Linked DNA regions of Hordeum vulgare: region 1 is linked to region 2. The links are chromatin contacts, called in public Hi-C maps. All regions are on one chromosome and are shown on one strand. The core of a region is the stretch at or near the end of the contact, and the rest is flanking DNA. Distances in the headings are between cores, read along the strand shown. Region 1 holds the start of LOC123424878 (UDP-N-acetylglucosamine--dolichyl-phosphate N-acetylglucosaminephosphotransferase). Region 2 holds the start of LOC123424875 (ubiquitin carboxyl-terminal hydrolase 24).

Region 1 (5,470 bases), core at 1,514-4,013, 130 kb after region 2:
ATGTACCAAGTATCTCACAATTCTTTTCACATCCTTTGGATGACACTCCTTGGGTGTCGTTTGATAACGGGCACACATGCACACACTTAGCATGATATCGGGACGGGAGGTAAATAGATATAGCAATAAACTGATCATTGATCAATAAACCTTTTGATCAACTGGTTTGTCCTCCTTGGTGAGGTCCACATTTCCACTAGTTGGAATAGGAGTTTTCATACCTTTGCACTCTTGCATGTTGAACTTCTTGATTGAGTACTTGGTGTACTTGGTTTGAGAGATAAACGTGCCTTCTTTCGTTTGTTTGATTTGCAAACCAAGAAAGAATTTCAGCTCACACATCGTGGACATCTCATACTTCTCGAACATCAACCTTCCAAACTTTTCACTAAAACATGGGTTAGTAGAACCAAAGATAATATCATCCACATAAAGTTGGCATACAAATAATTCACCATTAAATATTTTAGTGAATAAGGTTGCATCAATTTTTCCGATCTCAAAACCCTTTTCAATAAGAAACTTCGTTAGGCATTTGTACCAAGCTCGAGGGACTTGTTTAAGTCCATATAGAGCTTTACAAAGTTTATAAACATGATTAGGTTTCTTAGGGTTCACAAAGCCGGGAGGTTGTTTGACATAAAATTCCTCTTCAATTTCACCATTTAGAAAAGAACTTTTGACATTCATTTGGTAAAGAGTAATATCATGGTGATTTGCATAAGCAGGAAGAATACGAATGGCTTCAATTCTAGCAACGGGGGCATAGGTCTCACCGTAGTCCATACCTTTGACTTGCATATAACCTTGAGCTACGAGACGTGCCTTGTTGCGTACCACTTGGCCATCTTCATCTTGATTGTTCCAAAACACCCAGTTTGTACCAATGATGTTGTGCTCATCCTTGGTCTTCTCCACAAGTGTCCACACTTCATTTCTCTCAAAGCTGTGTTGCTCTTCATGCATGGCAGTCACCCAATCCGGGTCTTAAAGTGCTTCTTCACCTTCATAGGCTCAATGATAGAGATAAATGAGCAATGCTCACAAAAGTTAGCTAAACGAGTTTTAGAGCGAGTGAGTCTCCCGATTTGTATGCCATTGAAGATTTGATCTACGATTGATTCTTGTTCACTCGTGCTCGAACTCGTGACAACTTCTTCTTGTTGGATGGTGGAGCTTCCTCATCATCATCTTCTTCTTCGTTGTCCTTGATGGTGTCATCTCCTTGAGGTGGTGGTGAAGAAGGTTGAGGAGGATCATCACGATGCACTTCTTCCTCCTCTTCATAATGTCGTGTACCACTTGTGGATGCCTCCATATTGTTTTTTGGTTCGCCTTGATACGAACTAGGATCTTCCACTTGTGTTGATGAAGTAATTACCTTCACCTCCTTGGGACGAATCTTGCCGATGGACAGGTCTTGAATGGCTTCTGGATGTTCCTTATCTCCTGCATTATATGACAATTGTTCGACTTGCGAACCATTAGGTTCATCAAACTTCACAGCTACCGTCTCTTCAACTTTTCGAGTGAAGTTGGTGTAGACACGATAAGTGTGAGAGTTTGAACCGTAACCAAGTAGGAAACCTTCATGAGATTTAGGAGCAAATTTAGAATGATGATGCTTATCAAGAATGTAGCACTTTGAGTCGGATACCCGAAAGTATCCAACTTGGTGTTTGTTACCGATGAGTAGCTCGTATGTCGTTTTACCGAGAAGCTTGTGTAGGTAGAGTCGGTTTGTGGCATGAAAAGTTGTTTCCACGGCTTCTGCCCAAAAGTGTCTTAGCGTCTTGTATTCGTCGATCATCATTATAGCCATCTCTATGAAAGTCCGGTTCTTCCTCTCAACAACTTCATTCTGTTGAGGTGTGTATGCTGCCGAGAACTCATGTGAGTTACCCTCTTTGTCAAGAAAAGTATCCACATTTGTGTTCTTGAACTCCGATTTGTTGTCGCTCCAAACTTTCTTGATCTTCACTTCGAACTGATTTTGGCCTTTCTGAACGAAGTTCTTGAAGATCTTTTGTACCTGCGACTTGTCATCAAGAAATAACACCCAACAATTACTAGACCAAAATAATTTCCACCGAGGCTCTTGTAAGCATTGGGACCAAGGGGATCCATGTGAAGCAGCTCGAGTGGCGTTCTAGTAGCCATGATGTTTTTTACGGGATGACTTCCATCTACTTGTTTTCCTGCTTGATAAGCGTTACAAAGTCTATCTTTGTCAAAGATAACATCTTTAACACCCAAAATACGATCACCTTTGATAAACGTGTCAAGATTACGCATATCAACATGTCCTAGCCTTCTATGCCATGTTATGATTATCTTGACGAAAGACTTGGCAATATATAGATCACCTCTATGAAAACCGGTAAAGATCATGTTATGATTGTCTTGACGAAAGACTTGGCAATCAACTTTCGTAAATATCACATTAAAACCAAAGTCTGCTAGTCTAGATATAGAAAAAAGATTATAGCAAAGGGATTCAACAAACATGACATTTTGAATATAAACTATCATGAGATATAGTACAGTTCACTGGCTGATTTGTAGTATTTTTTTACTTTTCTAGATTGTGCGCCAAATTTTGAAATGGATAGATACATCCGGTTGAGCGATTTTTAAAATAATTTGCGAGTATCTTCCAAACAAAACAAAGCTCCAATTCCAGGCACGACGATTCCACGGAAGCCTCTCCAGTGCCCGCCGAACACGTGACAACAGCCAATGAGACCCCTCCACGTCACCGCGGGGCCACAACTATAAACCTTCCCGTGCTCCCGACCCCATCGCCGGCGAGGGCGAGCAGACACCACGCCGCCGCCGCCGGCGCACGCACCCCGACCTCCCTGACAGCTACCCGCCCGCTGCCCACTTCACCTAACTCCAAGCCCTCCTCCCATGGACGTCCGCCGCAGGCCCGGAGCGGCGGCAGCCGATAGGCCGACGAAGTCGCGGCCGGCTGCTGCTGCCGCCGCTGCGCCGGCCGCGGCGCCGGGAGACCTGGTGCTCCGGCCGCCGAACCTTCGCGTGGTCCTCGCGGCGATGGCTCTCTTCCTCGCGCCCTTCTCGTACCTGGCGTTCGTGCACTACCCCCTGGATGCCGATCTGCGGCGATCCATCCTAATCTGCGGGGCCATTAGCCTCGGCGGCTTCTTCGTCGTGCTCCGCCTCATCCCGGTCGCCGCCCGCTACCTCCTCCGCCGCGGGATGTTCGGCAAGGACATCAACAAGAAGGGCTTGCCCATGGGAGAGATCACAGTGTGAGTCACGGGTACAATTTTGATAACTTGCAGTCTGCTCTGTGCTTTTATAGATAGATAGGGAGAGAGGCGGGGAATTTGTTGCGTTGGCAGCTGCTGCAATTCACGGTGGAAACTATGGAGTACAAGAAGCGATTTCAGCTCAGCTGAAATCCATGCATTTGGTACTAGTAGACATCAATACTTCATAGTTTCATAGGCTAAACTAACTGTTTTCTTACAGCTCGAAACTAGAGGTCATATTGGGACAGCTGATAGTAGCTGAGAGGAATTTCCTCGAGTGATGGATATTTGCATTCGTTGGTGGGTGTTGACTCTGTTTGACAGATTGTCCAGTTTGGGGGTTAAGTTAAGCAGTAAATTATTTCTATTTCCACATAATATTTATGTTCTTTGACTTTTATATGTTGCCAAGGAATGCCGTGCTTAAGTATTTCGGCCTACGGATAGAATTCGTGCACCATTCCATCCCCTTGGGTTAAGTGTGAACCAAAATGATCTTGGAACTTAGAGTAGTCTTTCTTACTGGTCAAAGTTCTTGCATACCTCTGAAGAACATATACATCAAAGAAAGGACACCAACCATGTGTTATTTAAGGAGCTTTCTTGAATGTGCATTTTTGAATGCTTTCTTTGGGCTGTATGATACTGATTTTTTTTTTTAACCGGGCAACCCCCTTTCCATTACTCACATAACGGAAATACATTGTCCAAAATCCAAAAGGGAAACCAGAAAAGGGGTGCGAGTTCAAAGCATTCTTGGGAAACCTACACATAGGCACTCGTCATCGAGCAACCTACCGTAGGGCGAAAACCCAAGAACACCTATACTACGCACAAAACCACCCAAACAAGTTTAGGAATCTCCAGAAAAACAACACAGGTCATCGCCTGAATCCACTCCACGCAGGGAGGCAAACTAACAACTGAACATCTCACCAGCACCTAAGACAACCAGAATAAGCTACGCCCACCAGCACCAAATAACCATGCAGTGCATGTATATACATGTACAAAGTCGGCAAGAGAAACTGAAACATAGCATTATTTTTGAGAAGTGTGCACAACTCATATTTGTACATTGAAGGAGCAATTTAAAAACAAAAATCAAAAGTACCCATTGCACGCCTTTCATATGAATTTGCTACACGATCTGGCTTAATATAAAGCTGCGAGTTGACATTCTTTATTGTCTAAACATTTTACTTGTTTTGCAGGCCTGAGTCACTAGGCATTGTTGTTGGGATTGTCTACTTGGTCATTGCTATTCTATTTCAACATTTCAACTTCACAGCGGATTCCATTGTATGTTTATGACTAGAAGTTGTCGTTTTTGGAATTCACAAAATATATGTTATGCCCTGAGTTTCATTTCGCCCCTTTTTCTTTTTGCAGTGGCTTGTTGAATATAATGCAGCATTAGCATCAGTCTGCTTTATGATCCTTCTTGGATTTATTGATGATGTTCTTGATATTCCATGGAGAGTGTATGTTTTTTTCAGAGTGTCCTTCAGTTTATTTCAATAGTGCAATTGCTATTACTTTCTTGATTCTGATAAATTGTTTTTGGAATGAACTACATTGAACAGGAAACTGCTGCTGCCTACGATTGCAGCACTCCCTCTGCTTATGGCATATGCTGGTGGTACTTCCATCATCATTCCAAAGCCTCTAGCATCCTATGTCGGAGTAGAAGTTCTGGAGTTAGGTATGTTTACAAACCCAAAATAAGTGAATTTTGACACAGTAAATATTGAGTGATTCCAAATATTGGTGTGATGGAAGCACTTATGCCTTTTGATTTCATCACTTGTTAGAGTGACCAAGTCCATCTTGTACATTGCTTCTTTCAAAATGCCTTTTGAAATCTCTCAGCAGATATACCATATGTAACCTCAACTGTTGAAATGAATGAACTGAGAGATCCATGTGTGCCAGTACTGCTGAGATGCATTTCTTTCGGTTTTACTTATTTGCCTTTTGAACGCAATTTCTGCTATTGACCAAATTCTGTGTGGACCGAGATGCACACACTAGATAATAGAATACCAACACCAACCTTGTTTTCTTTGGTATGCAGGTTGGATGTACAAGCTCTTCATGCTTTTGTTAGCAGTTTTTTGTACAAATTCAATCAACATTCATGCTGGGCTGAATGGTCTTGAAGTTGGGCAGACAGTTGTCATATCTGCTGC
Region 2 (5,352 bases), core at 755-3,254:
GGAGCTGCAATAATAGGTGCATCAGCACCTGCACTTCCATTCTCAGTTACTAACATAGCTGAACCGCTGCTTTCTGTACATCTGAGACCAACATGGTGCGGCCCTGACCCAGCAATTGGCGTTGAACTGCTAATGCTCTTGATAGGCGCAACTGAAGGAACCACAGATTCAGTCTTCTTTACATCGTTGGCAGGCCCGGGTGAAGGAGCCGCAGCTTCAACCTTGTTCACAGGCCCGGGTGAAGGAACCATAGCTTCAGCCTTCTTCACATTGTTGACAGGCCCAGGTGAAGGAACCTTAGCTTCAGGCTTCTTCACATTGTTGGCAGGCTTAACTGAAGGAACCATAGCTTCAGCCTTCTTCACATTGTTGGCAGGCCCAGCTGAAGGAGCGGTGGCTTCAGCCTTCTTCACATTGTTGGCAGGCCCAGCTGAAGGAGCGGTAGCTTCAGCCTTCTTCACATTGTTGACAGGCCCAGCTGAAGGAGCGGTGGCTTCAGCCTTCTTCACATTGTTGACAGGCCCAGCTGAAGGAGCGGTGGCTTCAGCCTTCTTCACATTGTTGACAGGCCCAGCTGAAGGGGCCGTACATTCCTTCTTTACATTGTTGATCGGCCTAGCTTCATTCTTCTTTACATCGTTGACAGGATGAGCTGAAGGAACTGGAGTTTCATTCTTCTTTACATTGCTCACAGGGCCAGCTGAAGGAACCGTTGCTTTGGTCTCCTTTAAATTGCTGGCCAGCCCAGCTGAAGGAACCGAAGCTTCAGACTTCACATTCTTGAGAATACCATTAGTAGGAGAAACGTCGGCAGGAAATCCATTGAACAGCACTGGTCCACCATTTGGTAAGCTAGATGTTACAGTTTCCTTCTGATCACTGCCAGCGAGATCCTTTGTATGGCCATAAGTTGGTTTTGGAGAATGGGCACAGCCTTCAGTGATGGCATTCGACACTTTCTCTAAACTTAGCACAGAAAAATTCAGTGACCCAAACTGGATCTCAGGTAGTTCCCATGATTTCTCCTCACTTTTAGCAGGCTGCCCCTGGAACAACTTTGTCTCATCCTCCGTGAAGGACCCAAACAACACGACCTGCATTACAGAAGAAACTATGATGAGAACAAATGACTACCTGAAAAACTTTGAGCACTAAAGCAGCCTGCTTTACATCCAAACAAGCACTGTAGCAAGATATCAGTGTTAACATTGCTAGAAAAACTGTACCAGTAACCTCTTCTATACGACTTTCACGCGGCTGTCTGGTCTAAGGAAACTCAACTCTGGATCCCATCTGATCATACACTTTTAAGCACTGATCATCTACGTAACCACCAAATAAGCCCACATCATCAGTGCTACGGCATCTAGTGCCGCAAGCATGCTTCACACGCACGGTAGCATCACATCAGCAAGGCTAGCCAGTGCTCCAAAACGGCAAAGCCGCATCAATTCGCTCAGGCCACCCAACCAGAAACCGTCCCCGCCGTATTTAATGCCGCGCCAGGGCACGGCGGCAGCATCGAGGACCAATTAAATCGCGCGATTAATCAATGCGAATGCGCACGAACGCCCGGGGCGAGCGGATGGATGGACGCATGTATGGGATGTATATACCTTGTCGGCGCCGCTCATCTCCGCTGCGGTGTGGATGCCGTGCACTGGGCGGATGTGGGGGTGGAGCTGACCGCGCGGGGACCCGCCTGGGAGCAGAGGGAGCCGAGGCGGCGGGCGGGAGACATCAAAGGGGGCGGCCGGCCGCGGGGGTGGTGGCGCCTAGATGCCGGCGGCCGCGCTGCCCTGCCGGCCACAGGAACGGCGCGGCGCGGCGGCGCGGGCGGGGAGGGAGCGGGCGATCGGTGGGCGGGGGGCGAGGGCGAGGTCGGCGGCGGAGGCGAGGGCGTAGGGTTTGGATTCGGTGTGGTTTAGGCGTGGGGAGAGAGAGGGGGGTTGGGAAGGAAGGGGGCGTGTGGGGGAGGGCTGGCTGTTGTTGCCTATGTGGGCGGCGACCCCGTGGTGGGCCGTGCCGCTGGGGTTTTATGGCCTCGTTCCGCAGCGCCGCGCGGTTTCATTGGGTGCCTGCGCCCTGCGATGCCGTGCCATCATTTTTCTGAATGCAAAAAATTCATTTCTGCTATTTTCGTCATCAAAATTCTCAAAACAAATCATTTTATATTAATATACAAAGGGCCCTCGGTACATACTAATCCGCTCAAAAAAAAGTAATATTCAATACCACATTGTCACCATATATATTGGCATTTGATTTGGGGTTTCTGTTTTAACAAGGCGAAAAAAGTGCGTGAAGTATGTAACTGCGTTATGGAAATGAACTTAGTTTGTGGTTTTGGTCTCGCGTTGAGTATATAACAAGAGGAAGAGTGCTAAAATGAATATCCATCTGTGCTAACATATTTTATTTATAATAGTTTATTATTATGAATCTGTGAGAGAAATACTCGGACTCCTTTAAAGTTTGTTTACGAGTGTTTTAGATGGCGGTTATGCTGCCTATGTTATGCTATTAATTTATCTAAACCTTAGTAGTGTGTTTTTACTCCCTAAATGAACAACACACATACTGTTGGTTTCTTTTAAAAGGGTTAGACTACATATTTTAGCTTTAGCTGATGTAGTTATTCTTCATCCCATAAATCCAATTGCTTAGAAGCATCGTATTAGATAGATAAACTTTTTAATGGGAATGCACATAAAAGGCTTCTGTCACAACTCGGAAGTACCAGACAGGAAATTGCGGTGGTAACTGGTAATAGGATATATACAATGACTATATAAAGAAGAAAATTGAGGAGGGCTACTAAATGTTTTGCACGGGATAACACAACATAGAGAAATGTCTCAAATTGATAAGCTTGGTAGCACCAGAATAATAAAAAAGGCACAACATTTCTGGTGATATAAGAAACTTGGTTTGAATCGTATGAAGACACTAACCCTGAGTGCTCGGTAGCATGGGAAGGAAAGATCCTAAGCCCTAAAGTGGAATTTTTAGGACTTTGAGCTTACGATCTTTCATGAAATTTTATACCAAATTACCTTTGTATGTGCTCCTCTTCATAATATGCTTATCCCACACTCGATATGAATCTTGGATTCATCAAAACTTGTAAAGTACATTCCGGAAGCTTGTTGTGGGCAGTAACTTGAAAACTTATAGGAGGGGTCACCAACGATGTTCCCCTTAAAGTCAAGGACTATGTACACGATTAACTCGATATAGATATTAATCCTCTCAATGGTTATGTCATAAATCATCAAAAATCCCAAATAGGGGGTATCCAAGAGATGCACATTCCAACGCCCCCCCCCCCATTGTTGATTGATGAGATCACCATTGAGTATAACATAAAAGTTTTTTTTGTTCTTCATGTTTGCATGCATTATTTGAAATTTTATTTTGGAATGCACATGCATGTGTCATTTCGTATTGTGGTAACATCAGTAATATGACACATACCATGGGAGTGCATTGTAGTGCATGGAAGTAACCGAAGATATAGCTTGATAATAAGAGATATCACTTGAATACAAGATGAAGAGTACACACAGAGAGAGAAAGAGAGAGAGAGGAAGAGGCTGATGCACGTACAACAATCATGGTCACAACAAGATAATGGAAAAATGACTAACGGCGTCCAAGCCAAGGGGTCTCTCACCATATTGGTCTCCGGCCTCGTGGACGTGTTGACGACCATATGTTGGTTCTGTTCTGGGCCGGATTGGGTGGCCCATGATGAATTACATGAAAATTTTGAAAGACTTGGAGTGCAATCCGGTATCACGGAGGACTCTACCTCCACCGATGTAGCCGACCTAATTCTGTAACCCTAGGACCCCCGGTATGTTATATAAGCTAAGGTATGGGCTCGTCGATAGGACAACATACAACCCCTTGGTACTTTGAGTGTACTCTTACACACACCAACACGATATACAGAAGCAAGACATAGGGTATTATCTCCCATGCGAGAGCTCAAACCCGGGTAAAACATTGCCCCTATTACCATTGGGCCAAGTCGCCTAGCTAGGTACCCTAACGAGGGTTCTGCCATATTTAACTGTGATAGCGGTGGCCCATGCAGGTCGTGTTAGGTGAACGTCACAACTCGATGGGAGTTCAGATATGTTCCTATGATCTCTGTGTCGGGGTAAACGTTCGTTTTTGGTGCCGTCGACTCAACTCACCACCTCGGCCAAGTCAAGACTTTTGCTCCAGGTCAGGTCGTTAGATTTGGTAACATAAAGTATGTCGTGGACTAGGGCGGAGAGTTGATCTTCTGGGTTTGGCATCAAGCCAGATCTAGGAGTGACATGAGTCAACTCTCATGATCTCCATGCTAGATTGATCTTGGAGCAACAGGAGGAGGTTGCTTTTTTCAGCCCACCCACTGATAACCCACAAGTATAGGGGATCGCAACAGTTTTCAAGGGTAGAGTATTCAACCCAAATTTATTGATTCGACATAAGGGGAAGCCAAAGAATATCCTCGAGTATTAGCAGTTGAGTTGTCAATTCAACCACACCAAAAAGACTTAGTATCTGCAGCAAAGTTTCAGTAGCAAAGTAGTGTGATAGTAACGGTAGCAGTAGTGACAGCAATAGTAGTGACAACAGTAGCGGTAAAGTAGCTTAGCAAGGACCAGTAGGAAAAGACTCGTAAGCATTGGATCGGTGATGGATAATTATGCCGGATGACATTCATCATGTAAAAGTTATAACACAGGGTGATATGTAACTAGCTCCAGTTCGTCAATATAATGTAGGCATGTATTCCGTATTTAGTCATACATGCTTATGGAAAAGAACTTGCATGACATCTATTGTCCATCCCTTCCCTGGCAGCGGGGTCCTAATGGAAACTAAGGGATATTAAGGTCTCCTTTTAATAGAGAACCGGAACAAAGCATTAGCACATAGTGAATACATGAACTCCTCATACTATGGTCATCTCTGGGAGTGGTTCCAGCTATTGTCACTCCGGGGTTGCCGGGTCATAACACATAGTAGGTGACTACAACTTGCAAGATAGGTCAAGAACACACATATATTCATGAAAACATAATAGGTTCAGATCTGAAATCATGGCACTCAGGTCCTAGTGACAAGCATTAAGCATAGCAAAGTAGTAGCAACATCAATCTTAGAACATAGTGGATACTAGGGATCAAACCCCATCAAAACTAACTCGGTTACATGATAGATATCATCCAACCATCACCGTCCAGCAAGCCTACGATGAGATTACTCACGAACGGTGAAGAGCATCATGGAATTGGCGATGAAGGATGGTTGGTGATGACGACGACGTCGATTTCCCCTCTCCGGATCCCA

The links. Hi-C and Micro-C count contacts between places; a contact is called where the count stands out from the background.
Region 1: a contact with region 2 is called in a Hi-C map of leaf, with 4 times the contacts expected there. The contact joins the promoter of LOC123424878 here to the promoter of LOC123424875 in region 2. A contact is called at or near these places in 3 of 6 Hi-C or Micro-C datasets (leaf and seedling) and 1 of 1 datasets of contacts at active chromatin or transcription factors (embryo).

Annotation. Positions count from the first base shown.
Region 1 is chr2H:54,690,763-54,696,232 of MorexV3_pseudomolecules_assembly, forward strand. LOC123424878 (UDP-N-acetylglucosamine--dolichyl-phosphate N-acetylglucosaminephosphotransferase) reads left to right here and starts at 2,764. Exons shown (of 11, transcript XM_045108570.1): 1 at 2,764-3,275; 2 at 4,493-4,580; 3 at 4,671-4,762; 4 at 4,865-4,983; 5 at 5,356-5,470. The coding sequence starts at 2,914.
Region 2 is chr2H:54,566,352-54,571,703 of MorexV3_pseudomolecules_assembly, forward strand. LOC123424875 (ubiquitin carboxyl-terminal hydrolase 24) reads right to left here and starts at 2,005. Exons shown (of 7, transcript XM_045108567.1): 1 at 1,617-2,005; 2 at 1-1,094. The coding sequence starts at 1,634.